Regions from separate parts of the Oryctolagus cuniculus genome. Here region 1 is linked to region 2. A link is a contact called in public Hi-C data. All regions are on one chromosome and are shown on one strand. The core of a region is the stretch at or near the end of the contact, and the rest is flanking DNA. Distances in the headings are between cores, read along the strand shown. Region 1 has its middle 320 kb from the start of KLLN. Region 2 overlaps RNLS (renalase, FAD dependent amine oxidase).

Region 1 (4,853 bases), core at 1,294-3,793, 230 kb after region 2:
GTTTTAGGCTTCTGCTCATTTTCTTTCACTTGTGAAGAATTATTTAAGGTCAAGTCTCAATTTCCTCACTCTGGTTAAAAATTATTTGAGAGAAAGTAATATGATCATCTTGGATACCTTGCTTTTTCACTTGGTTCCAACTGTGTGCTCACCACCAGCTCATTCTATCCTTTGAAAAGCAAATGTATCAAGTCAAAAGAAGGAAGGATCACAACTCAAAATCGGTGGGACTGGAAGGCAACTGTGAGAGTGTAGGGCTGGTAGAGTTCTACCAAGAAGGTGTTGGAATATGAATCGGCTATGGCAGAAGATTCTTTCATGGTGGTTGGTGAAGGACTGACTATGTAATTAGAGGGTTTAATGGGTGAAGTAAAAAAAAAATCTAAAAGAAGCATCAACACTACAACATTTGATTGCAAACACATTGGTTCTGGGACTAAATAGAAAATCCTGCTAAGAGTTTGGGATAGTCTGTGTGAAATACAGTTGGAAAAGAAGTAATTTATGTTTATAAGCTGGATAAACTTGGATAACACAGAGATACTCTTAGGTTGAGTCATATGCCAGAGCAAAGATTACTAGAATTGACCATTGGAAACAGGAAATAGCCAGTAAAAAACTTGAAGCTGAACTTTTTAAAATTTTGGTGCAAAGCAAGTACACCAAAAGAAACAGACATTTTACATGAAAGGGGAAATCTATAAATGAAATAAAATATTCATAAATCCTGAAATTGTTCATATAATCCTGAGAAGCCTCCAACAAATGGCACTTCCTATCTTGAAGTGTCAGAAATTAGACCTGAAACAGCATGTTTTGTGCCAGGCAGCAGTTTTCCATTGGAGATGGTCATTGGGCCAGGTAGTTCTTACCCAGCAAAGAGAAAAATAGGAGCCACTGGGCATCTGTGGCAGGAACCATCCCAGTGATTTTGATCTTAGAAACAAAGTGACCGCACTTCACAATGATATGAAATAAAACAGAAGACATTTTAGATGTTTCCCTAGCAAAGATTTTTTAAAATTGTTTGAGGCAGAGAGAGAGAGAGAGAGAGTCATGAGTGCTCCCCCGTACCTTGCCCCATGTGCTGGTTCACTCCCCCAAATGTCTACTATGGTCGGCTGGGCCAAACTGAAGCCAAGAATGAGGAACTCAACCTGGGTCACTTAGTTTGGATCACTCACATGAGTGGTAGGAACTCAACTGATTGAGCCATTTCCTACTGCCTCTAATGGTGCTCGTTAGCAGGAAGTTGGAATGAGGTGTGAAGCCAGGACTTGCACCCAAGTACTTCAATATGGGCTGCAGGCATCCCAAGCAGAATCTTAACTGCTATGCTAAATGCCTCCCCCCTTTACCAAAGATGTGGAAGGAAGCATTTCTCCCCAGGGAGGAGTCAGGTCAATACCAAGAATATATTATAAATACCAGCAATGTCAAAAACTCAAGTTTATAATGATCTCCAAGGTCTTATAGCCTGTGGTCAGTACTAACAAGAAAAGCAGAATAAGACACTATGGAGGTCACAGAATTCATTACAGCCTGGGAAGGGGCTGGCCAGGAAAGCCAAGTGGGAAGATGAGGGTAAGTGATAGACTCTAGCGCGGTCCTATAAAGTAGTTCTAGAAACTATTAAAGCCATATATTTCAATAGGCATTTACAGTATACTTTTGCAAGCATTATCTCAGTTAATTTCAGGAACTGAAGGACCTTTCTTCAAATCCATTGTTTACCAATTCTTAGCCATGGTGATCTTGGGTAAGCCATTTCTGTTGGTTAAAGTTCCCTTACCTGTGAAATATGGACAATAAAAATACCTCTCAGAGTGGGCCTAGCAGGTAAGATGCCCACATCCCATATAGTAGTACCTCGGTTCAACTCCCAGCTCCAGCTCCTGATGTCAACTTCCTGCTGGTATAAACTCCGGGAGGCAGTGGTGGTGGGTGGTGGCTCAATTAATCAAGTCCCTGCCCCTGCCACAAAGGAGACGTGGGTTGTGTTCCCAGTTCCTGGCTTCACCCCTGACCAAGCCCCAGCCATTATGAGCATTTGGGGAATTAACTGGTACATAGAAATATTTCTCTCTTTCCACTCTAATTAATTAATTGATTTTTAAATAAATCTTGACTTCCAAATATTAACATAAGAATCAAAGTAATAACTATAAAGCATTTCCCCTTTGGCCTAAAAAAATACAGTGTTCAATACATTTCCCTTGTTTTTTTAAGGCCCAGGATAGGTTTTGCCATCTCTGCTATGGGTGAGGCAATGAATGTTCAAATGCGCCTTGCCATTTCTGTGAGAGTCCAGGCCCTCAGAGAAACTTTCACAATCAAAAACAACAAGGGTCTCAACAGTGGCATTCTGGAGTTCTATATCCATGTGTTTGTACCACGTCACAGCTGGAGAAGGTCAGAGGAGCAAATGAACTTCAGAAATTTAAACCAAAAGAAACTCTGGTAGAAAATCTTTCAGTGTTTGCTCTGCATCTCCACAGGCAGCACCATTCTGATTCCTGTCTGGAAAAGCTTTTGTTTTGTGGTTGGGGGGATCTCAGGAGACAGTAAAGTTGAAAAACAGAAGAGTGTTGCCCATGGGAGAAATACTTGCCATAAGAGGCTGGACACCTTCAAACACAGGGCAGTACTTTATAAAGATCTCCCCCCAAGAGCCAAAAAACCTAGCACACACGGCTGCCCCGTCACACCTCTCAGCCTATACCAGGAACACAGACTTTCTGGAATCTCCATGGACTGTGACTCATAGCGGAGAGAGCTGAGGACTTACTTCTTAATTAAAGCACCCAAGACTTCTTAAAGAATCACCATCAGCATTCCAATAAAAGCATCTCCGTGGATCACAAGCATCCCTACCTTTCTGCCCAGAGCACACTATATGTAACTTCGCATTTCCTTGCCAAAAGGAGAACATCAGCACAAACATCCATTTATTATACTGGACCACACGTACTTGTGTTCTTGGGATATTCTGAAGCACATCAGGCAGGGGTGTCTATCAAATTAGATATTTCCAGATTACTGAAGGAGCTCTCCTAGTACTTCTCTGGCATTCTTTTGATATTTTTGTCTTGTTGATTAACACAAGTGCTGTCTTGCCTTTGCCTGCCCATATTTGTCATTTGTCCTCTCAAACTTCTTTAACTTTCCTTTTCTCATCTACTATAGATAGCTAAGTTTTTTTTAAAAAAAGAGAATTTTAAAAAGGTTATAAAATAAGTACAAATAACACTTTTAAAGGGTAAGTTTTACGATATGTGAATTATATCTCAATAAAACTATTTTTAAAGTGCATTGCAGACTATAAAATCTTACAAATGGTAAGATATCACATCACTCTGTTTACATTGACAATAAACTGTTTCACTCTTTCATTTAGAAATAAAAAACAAAACAAAACAAAACAAAAGTGGGCTCTGGGTGAAGCATTCCTCATAGGTATTATGCCTAAGAGTTACTTTGTATGATCTCCTGCAACATTTGGTGTTTATTTAGGTGTTTTGTTGGCTTTATTCTTAATCCTGACAGTGAAATTAATTTTAGTAAGATATAGTATGACTGCACTTTTCTTAGTCAAAGTCTCATCTTTCGCTCATTCATTTGCTGTTTTTTGGATAGCCTACTATGTGCAAGGCCCTAGGTATTAACATGAATTTCTGTGACTCATGAGCAAATGGCCCTTGTATGGATTTCAGGTGTAAATCTCTAGGAATTATGAGTTTTAATGCTTCCTTGATTTTTTTTCCCATAATAACTTTAGGACTCCTGAATCCAATCATTCTCTAGGGATGCATCATAGTCCACCAATTAGGAGCCAGCCCTTTGTTAGAGAATAAATGCATTGGGTAGGCATCTCTGATCAGAGGGGAAAACATAGAAGTAATCAAAGAGCCACTTTTAGTTGTTGCATTCTCTAGTAGTTTCCCAGGGAGCACCTAGAACCTTGTTACTCAAAGCAGGTTTTCTCAGAACAGCAGCAGTAGCATCACCTGATAGTGCATCAGAAATGCAAAACCTTTGGCTCCGCCTAAGACCTATTAAATTAGAAGAAGCTTTTTAACAAGATGATTCATACTCTCATTAAAGTTTGAGAAGTGCTGATCTAGATAATATTGCACAGAGCATGCTCTGAACACCTGGCCCTTCACCCACTGCAATAATCACAGCTTTCAGATCCGTAAGATGAACAATGCCCAACATGAGAGACCACCATTTGACACAGACCCATCCCACTGACCAGGAGGCAGAGATGGTCTTGGGGATGCTGAACAGATGTTCAGCATTCCCCTTGAACAGGCAGAGACAATTGTTGTCCTCTTCACCGTGCCTGTCAGATTCAATAACTCCTCTCTGGTGACTCATCTCTTCATACACATGTGTTCTAATTTTCTTGAAAGACCAGGTTGTCAGTGCATTCAAAGCTGGGTCTTTCCCTTTGTTGCAAAATTTCACCTTTATTCCTGGAAATACCCTTCAGCTTAATTTTTTCTCTGCTTTCATTCATCCACTCATTCACTCTAAAAGCACTTACCAAGTGCTTACTACAAGCATACTCTGCATTTTCCTTTCAATATCCACTTTGTAAACATTTCTATGCCAATCGGCCTCTCTAGTCTATAGTAATCAGCTTCCCTGCTTTCCTTTAGCATTTAGTTACTACTTCTTACATAACACTAGAAAGACACTTTTAAAGTAAAAAATATGACCTCTGTCCTTACAGAACTAAAACTATAATTGAGAAGTCAAGGTGTAGAGTTTGAAACAGATGAACAAATTTTCAAGCCCACAAAGGGTTGATTTGTGCTGTACTAGAACAGGACTGAATCGTGCATGAG
Region 2 (5,046 bases), core at 957-3,456:
AGATCTGCCATCATTCAGCTAAGAAGTCCCCAAAAATCAGAATGTTGAAACAGATCATTGCCATTAAAACAGCAGTAACTTTGACAAAGACATTGATCTCATGATGGTTTTACAATATCTATAGAATGATTATTTTTTTCTAAGGGATGTTAATCACTCAGAGGAATAACTTTGACAAATCAAAGATGGATAACAAACATTGTATGCATTGTGTGAGCTCTGCAAATTGTCAACAAAACAGCCTGGTTCTGGCTCCAAAAGTGAATGAAAGTCTTTTGAATCCCAGGAAGAAAGCCAATATCATGCTCACTATGTGCTGATATACCTATGCTTAGTAAAGCTCCAGTGTCAAGGTGGATCTCAATTATTTACTAACAGACTTTGAGAGTGAATTTATACCACCCTCAACTCCCAAAGCAAACCAAATTATATTCCTTTTTCCAAAAGTTTCCACAGAACTTCCTAAGTGATGGCAGCTGTATCAGAGCTTACAACTCTAACAAGCATTAACAAACAATAGGATAGAAACAGCAAATAAGGTTTCTCCATGTAGATGACTCTTAGCTGTTAAGATGCAGAGTATGTTGATGTTCTGCTATTCCTTCATTCATTTGTGTCAACAAAGTTATGGAATGCCTCCTGTGCACTACTGATGAGGGGCCTGACGGAGAGAAACGGAGCTGGATGATTCACAAAGGGAAGACACATGAAAAGATGATAAACAGGAATCAAATAAAAATACATAATTTCAGATTGAGAAATCTCAGGGAGTTAATAAAAAGGTACTATGAGAGACTGAAGGAGAAATCTCACTCCAGCTTTTATTGGTGTAGATTACGTAGATAAGAAAAAGAGCAGCTATGTGATGACATGGAGATAGGGAGCAGCAAAATGGAAGGCTGTTCATCTGAAAAGAGTATAGTGCATTGATAACTAAAAGGAGGCCTCCACGGCTAGAGGAGTGAGTCACAAGCAGATTGAGGCAAGGTAAACTGGGGCCAAAGGATGGGGTTTTATTCTAAAGGCAAGTTTAAAGCAAGATGTTATGGTTCAGAGAATAAATCTGAAGGAAAGGAGACAAGAGTCAGGGAAGAGAGGATGCAAAACACCAGTCAAGTAGTCTAGGAAGCTATTAGAATGGCTCAGGAGGAGAAAATGATGATGATTGTGGGTATAAACAGAAGTAGCCTGACTCAAGACAGGAAAGGAATCTGCAGGACTGTGATCACCTAGTGCTGAGCTCCCAGCTCAAAACACAACCCTCATTTGTACCATGACTGTCTCCTCGTAAATACCTGTAGAGAGGTATTCTGTGTTTGCTTTTTTTTTTTTTTTGGCCAGGCAGAGTTAGACAGTGAGAGAGAGAGAGACAGAGAGAGAGTTATAGACAGAGAGAGACAGAGAGAGAAAGGTCTTCCTTCCGTTGGTTCACTCCCCTAATGGCCGCTATGGCTGGTGTTTCGCCGATCAGGAGCCGGGTACCTCCTCTCGGTCTCCCAAGCGGGTGCAGGACCCAAGCACCTGGGCCATCCTCCGCTGCCCTCCCGGACCACAGTAGAGAGCTTGACTGGAAGAGGAGCAACCGGGACAGAACTGGCGCCCCAACCAGGACTAGAACCCCAGGGTGCTGGGGCCTCAGGCGGAACATTAGCCAAGTGAGCCACGGCGCGGGTCTGTGTTTGCATTTTTAAGGTCTGTGGTCACAAAAGGTAGGGATTCCTTCACCTTCTTCTGATCTCTCACTAAACTGCAGGCTGTTGTGACTTGTGATCTTTTTTTCTATGATCAAAGAATTTGCTGTTCACTGTCTCAAAGGGCAACTCAAAAGCGTTATCTCCATTACACCTGTGTCACATTGAAAGTGTTGGATTTGTAGCTAGAAGACCTTGGCTATTTTTCTTACTAGCTGGATGACCTGGAACATGCTATTTAATTTCTAGGAGTCCCTAGGTTTTTATGAAGACAATATCAAGGATTATATGTAAAAGTATATTGTAAACTGCAAGCAGTTTACATAAGTAGATATATGCTATTCTTGTTCTCAGCTCAGGCACCACCTCTATTACAAATAAGATGCCATTCATTTTTGCCCTGTTCTCTTCCCTTTTCTTCTTGCCTGCTTCTAATATCTCATGTCCCTTCTGCCACATAAATTTGCTTTCCTGAAAAAGCCTGGTTATTTGGAGACATCATCAGCAGCCAATCAGAGCTCACCATTCCTTCTGGCTTGTAAGCCAATCAGATGTAAGCTCCAGGTCTCTTTTCAATGTTGCTAGGGCTTCAGGTCTACTTCTGAAAGCTGACTTGCTTTTTGCTAATATTCATTCTCTCTCTCTCTCTCTCTCTCTCTTCCTCCCTGCCTCCCCCCCCCCCCCCCCCCCCGCCTTTCTCCATCCCCAACCTCTCTTCTAGATTTGGAACAATTCCAAATACGTAAACCTTCCGGAAGTTTGGATTATGGATAAGCAAGGTTTGACTGTGTATTTTTTCCCTTGAGAAATAGAGGCCAGCTCTTCCATGTTCAATATTGAAATAAGTGTTTTAGCAGCTTAATGTCCCTTGGCTACATAAAATGTAGTTTTGTTTACCGGAGATTTTTGGTCTACAAATTGACTTCTATTCAGATGGACTAGAGCATAAACTGGCATTAAATTTGACAGTGAAACATCATATCACTTGAGTCTGTTACTGGGCTTTTCAAAATATGTGTAAAATATTTTAAAGCTCTTCCAGTTTTTAACTGATGACAGAAGATGATAAAGGCAATTATGGTTATTCTGCTCCTGTTTCTTGAACTTTCAGTGTTAGGATTATAGAGAAAACTCCAGTGATTTTGGTATGGGTGCCTCATCACTAAGTGGGTGTCCTTTCCGTACAACATTGTGTTTATCTAGGGAAACTAATTAATATGGGAATGATGGCTAGAAACCCTCCCTTTTCAGAGGATCCGAGGAGGGTCCATCTTTAAATGCTCTGTAGCTGGGTATATTAGGAAGATTCCCTTAACACAGAACAGCTCTGTCTTCCAAAAGCCTAAGACGTTTGATAAGGAAAAATAACTAACAAGTTATGCTTTTCTCATAACCTTTGCTACCTACTTAGAAACTGAAATAGTACAAGAATTCGCAGTTTAAAATGACCAGAGAAGTGGCAGAAAGCCAGAATTCTGTCAGGAGAGGCTTAGAAAAGCTTAATGATTAACAAATGGGTCACTGCCTTCAGGCTGTGACCTTCAGAATTAACCAATTTTAGCCTTTTGGATATGTTCCTTCAAGTCCCTGAGTATCAAGAACAAAACAATAATACTCCCTAATGGCATATTACCACCCATCCAAATAAAGGACCCTTAGCAGCCCAGGTTGCAGCGAGTAGCCTTTCGGATAGCCTGGAGTTGGTCCCTAACACATTATTCACAACTGTTAAATCATTTTTTTTTGTTAGAGTTTAGGGAAGGTCCTATGCACTACCACATATCCTGCAGGTGAAATGTACGAAATTCGGTTAACATGGTAACGGCTCTAAAAATACCTAGGCTACAGTTTAACCACAGAGTTTCCTCCTTAACGTAAAAGAGCCACCGTCAAGAGCTGTTCGAAAGTGCAACAAAAGCAATCTCTGTCGGACTTTGTGCAAGCCGGCTGTTAAATCAGGCCTGGCAATGACAATCTGCAGCCATTCTGCATCAAAGTAATAATTAAGTTTTGCAAGCCCAAACGGCAGAGAACAAGCCTGCTAAGAAAATGTTAAATTGATAAGCCTTTTTTTTTTCCCCTACCTCCAACCTGTTTTCTACCCCCACCCCCACCCCCAGGTGGACTAAGCAGGGCGTGGCAGGGACACGGAGACAGAGTCACCGCATTATAACCACAGAACCCCACCCAAAGAGAGGGGCCCAGGGGAGGAGGGGCAGGTTGCTTCAGTTCTCCCAGCAGCTTCTGCACCAGTTTCCCATAAAGGATGCAAGGGACTCAAAATCTTACTTCCTATGCGGGCCCTTTGCTTGGCAAACAGGGAGAGTGGGGTCAACCTTTTCCTTGGTGCCTTTGAAGTTAGCAATTTGGAAACACATTAGGGTCTTATGAAGAAAGTCTTAGCTATACTGTCATGTCTAAGCTGCCAGGCTTAATGAAAATACTTGATACCCAAATTAAAATTTCAGATAAATAATGAAAAAATTATTTAGTACAACTATATCTCATGTAATACTTGATACTTATGTAAAAAGATCATTGTTTATCTGAAATTCAAATTTGACTGGATATCCTGTATTTTATATGACAACTATAATAAGGTGTTTTTATTTCCTTCCTCCTTCATAGTCTATCTATCATGCAAACACAATTAACAAGTTGATTTTTACTTGCTGGCTGTTTGGGTTTTCTTTTGTTTTGCTTTGATGTTTTAAGCCCTGGAACAATTTTGAGAGGATAGGGGCCAGGGGAAATGAACTAGCATTTACTGAGCTCGTTCTTTTACCTCAAATTATACATTAGGCATGTTTGATGTATCATCTTTTTAATCTTCATATCATACCTTATGGTAGACTATTTATAAAACACATTTTATAGAGGAGGATACTGAGAGGTTAAATGACTTGACAAAGGTCACAGAGCTAACAAGTGGCAAAGCAGGAATAAGCTCAAGAGAGTATGACTGCAGATGGCTGTTTCAGCTTCTTAGGATATCTGCCTTTGTCATATTAAATGTAATATTTTACATGTTTGTTACATACAAGATTCTTTTTCTCAAACCAATAGCACAGATTTTGTACTATGTAAAAAATTCTAATTGTCAACAGAATTGGGAACTATTCTCCATCAATTTCTTCTAAAACAAACTTTTATTGACATTTTTCCTGTAATTGAATTTCTGACTGCTCTCCACTGCAGCTATTCCAAGTGCTTTCCATTTATTAATTAATTTAATGCTTAAATCAATCATGTGGTATAGGTGGTACTGTAGTTATAATCTCATTTTACAGATTTTTAAAAACTGAGGTTTAAGTAACCTCCTCAAAGGCATACAACCTAGGCTTTGGAGCCACAA

The links. A called contact is a pair of places that touch in the nucleus more often than the background predicts.
Region 1: a Hi-C map of an unstated tissue shows a contact between it and region 2, with 2.3 times the contacts expected there. The contact joins two enhancer-like sites. A contact is called at or near these places in 3 of 6 Hi-C or Micro-C datasets (psoas muscle, skin fibroblasts and an unstated tissue).

What each region holds. Positions count from the first base shown.
Region 1 is chr15:42,494,633-42,499,485 of mOryCun1.1, forward strand. No RefSeq gene overlaps it. Among named protein-coding and RNA genes, the nearest start is that of KLLN, 320 kb to the right of the region's middle. Within about 2 kb of position 2,544, at least 1 of the 8 cell types and tissues checked has an H3K27ac peak or open chromatin away from gene starts, as enhancers often do.
Region 2 is chr15:42,264,530-42,269,575 of mOryCun1.1, forward strand. All of the region lies in intron 4 of RNLS (renalase, FAD dependent amine oxidase), which reads left to right. Among named protein-coding and RNA genes, the nearest start is that of LIPJ, 210 kb to the left of the region's middle. Within about 2 kb of position 2,207, at least 2 of the 8 cell types and tissues checked have an H3K27ac peak or open chromatin away from gene starts, as enhancers often do.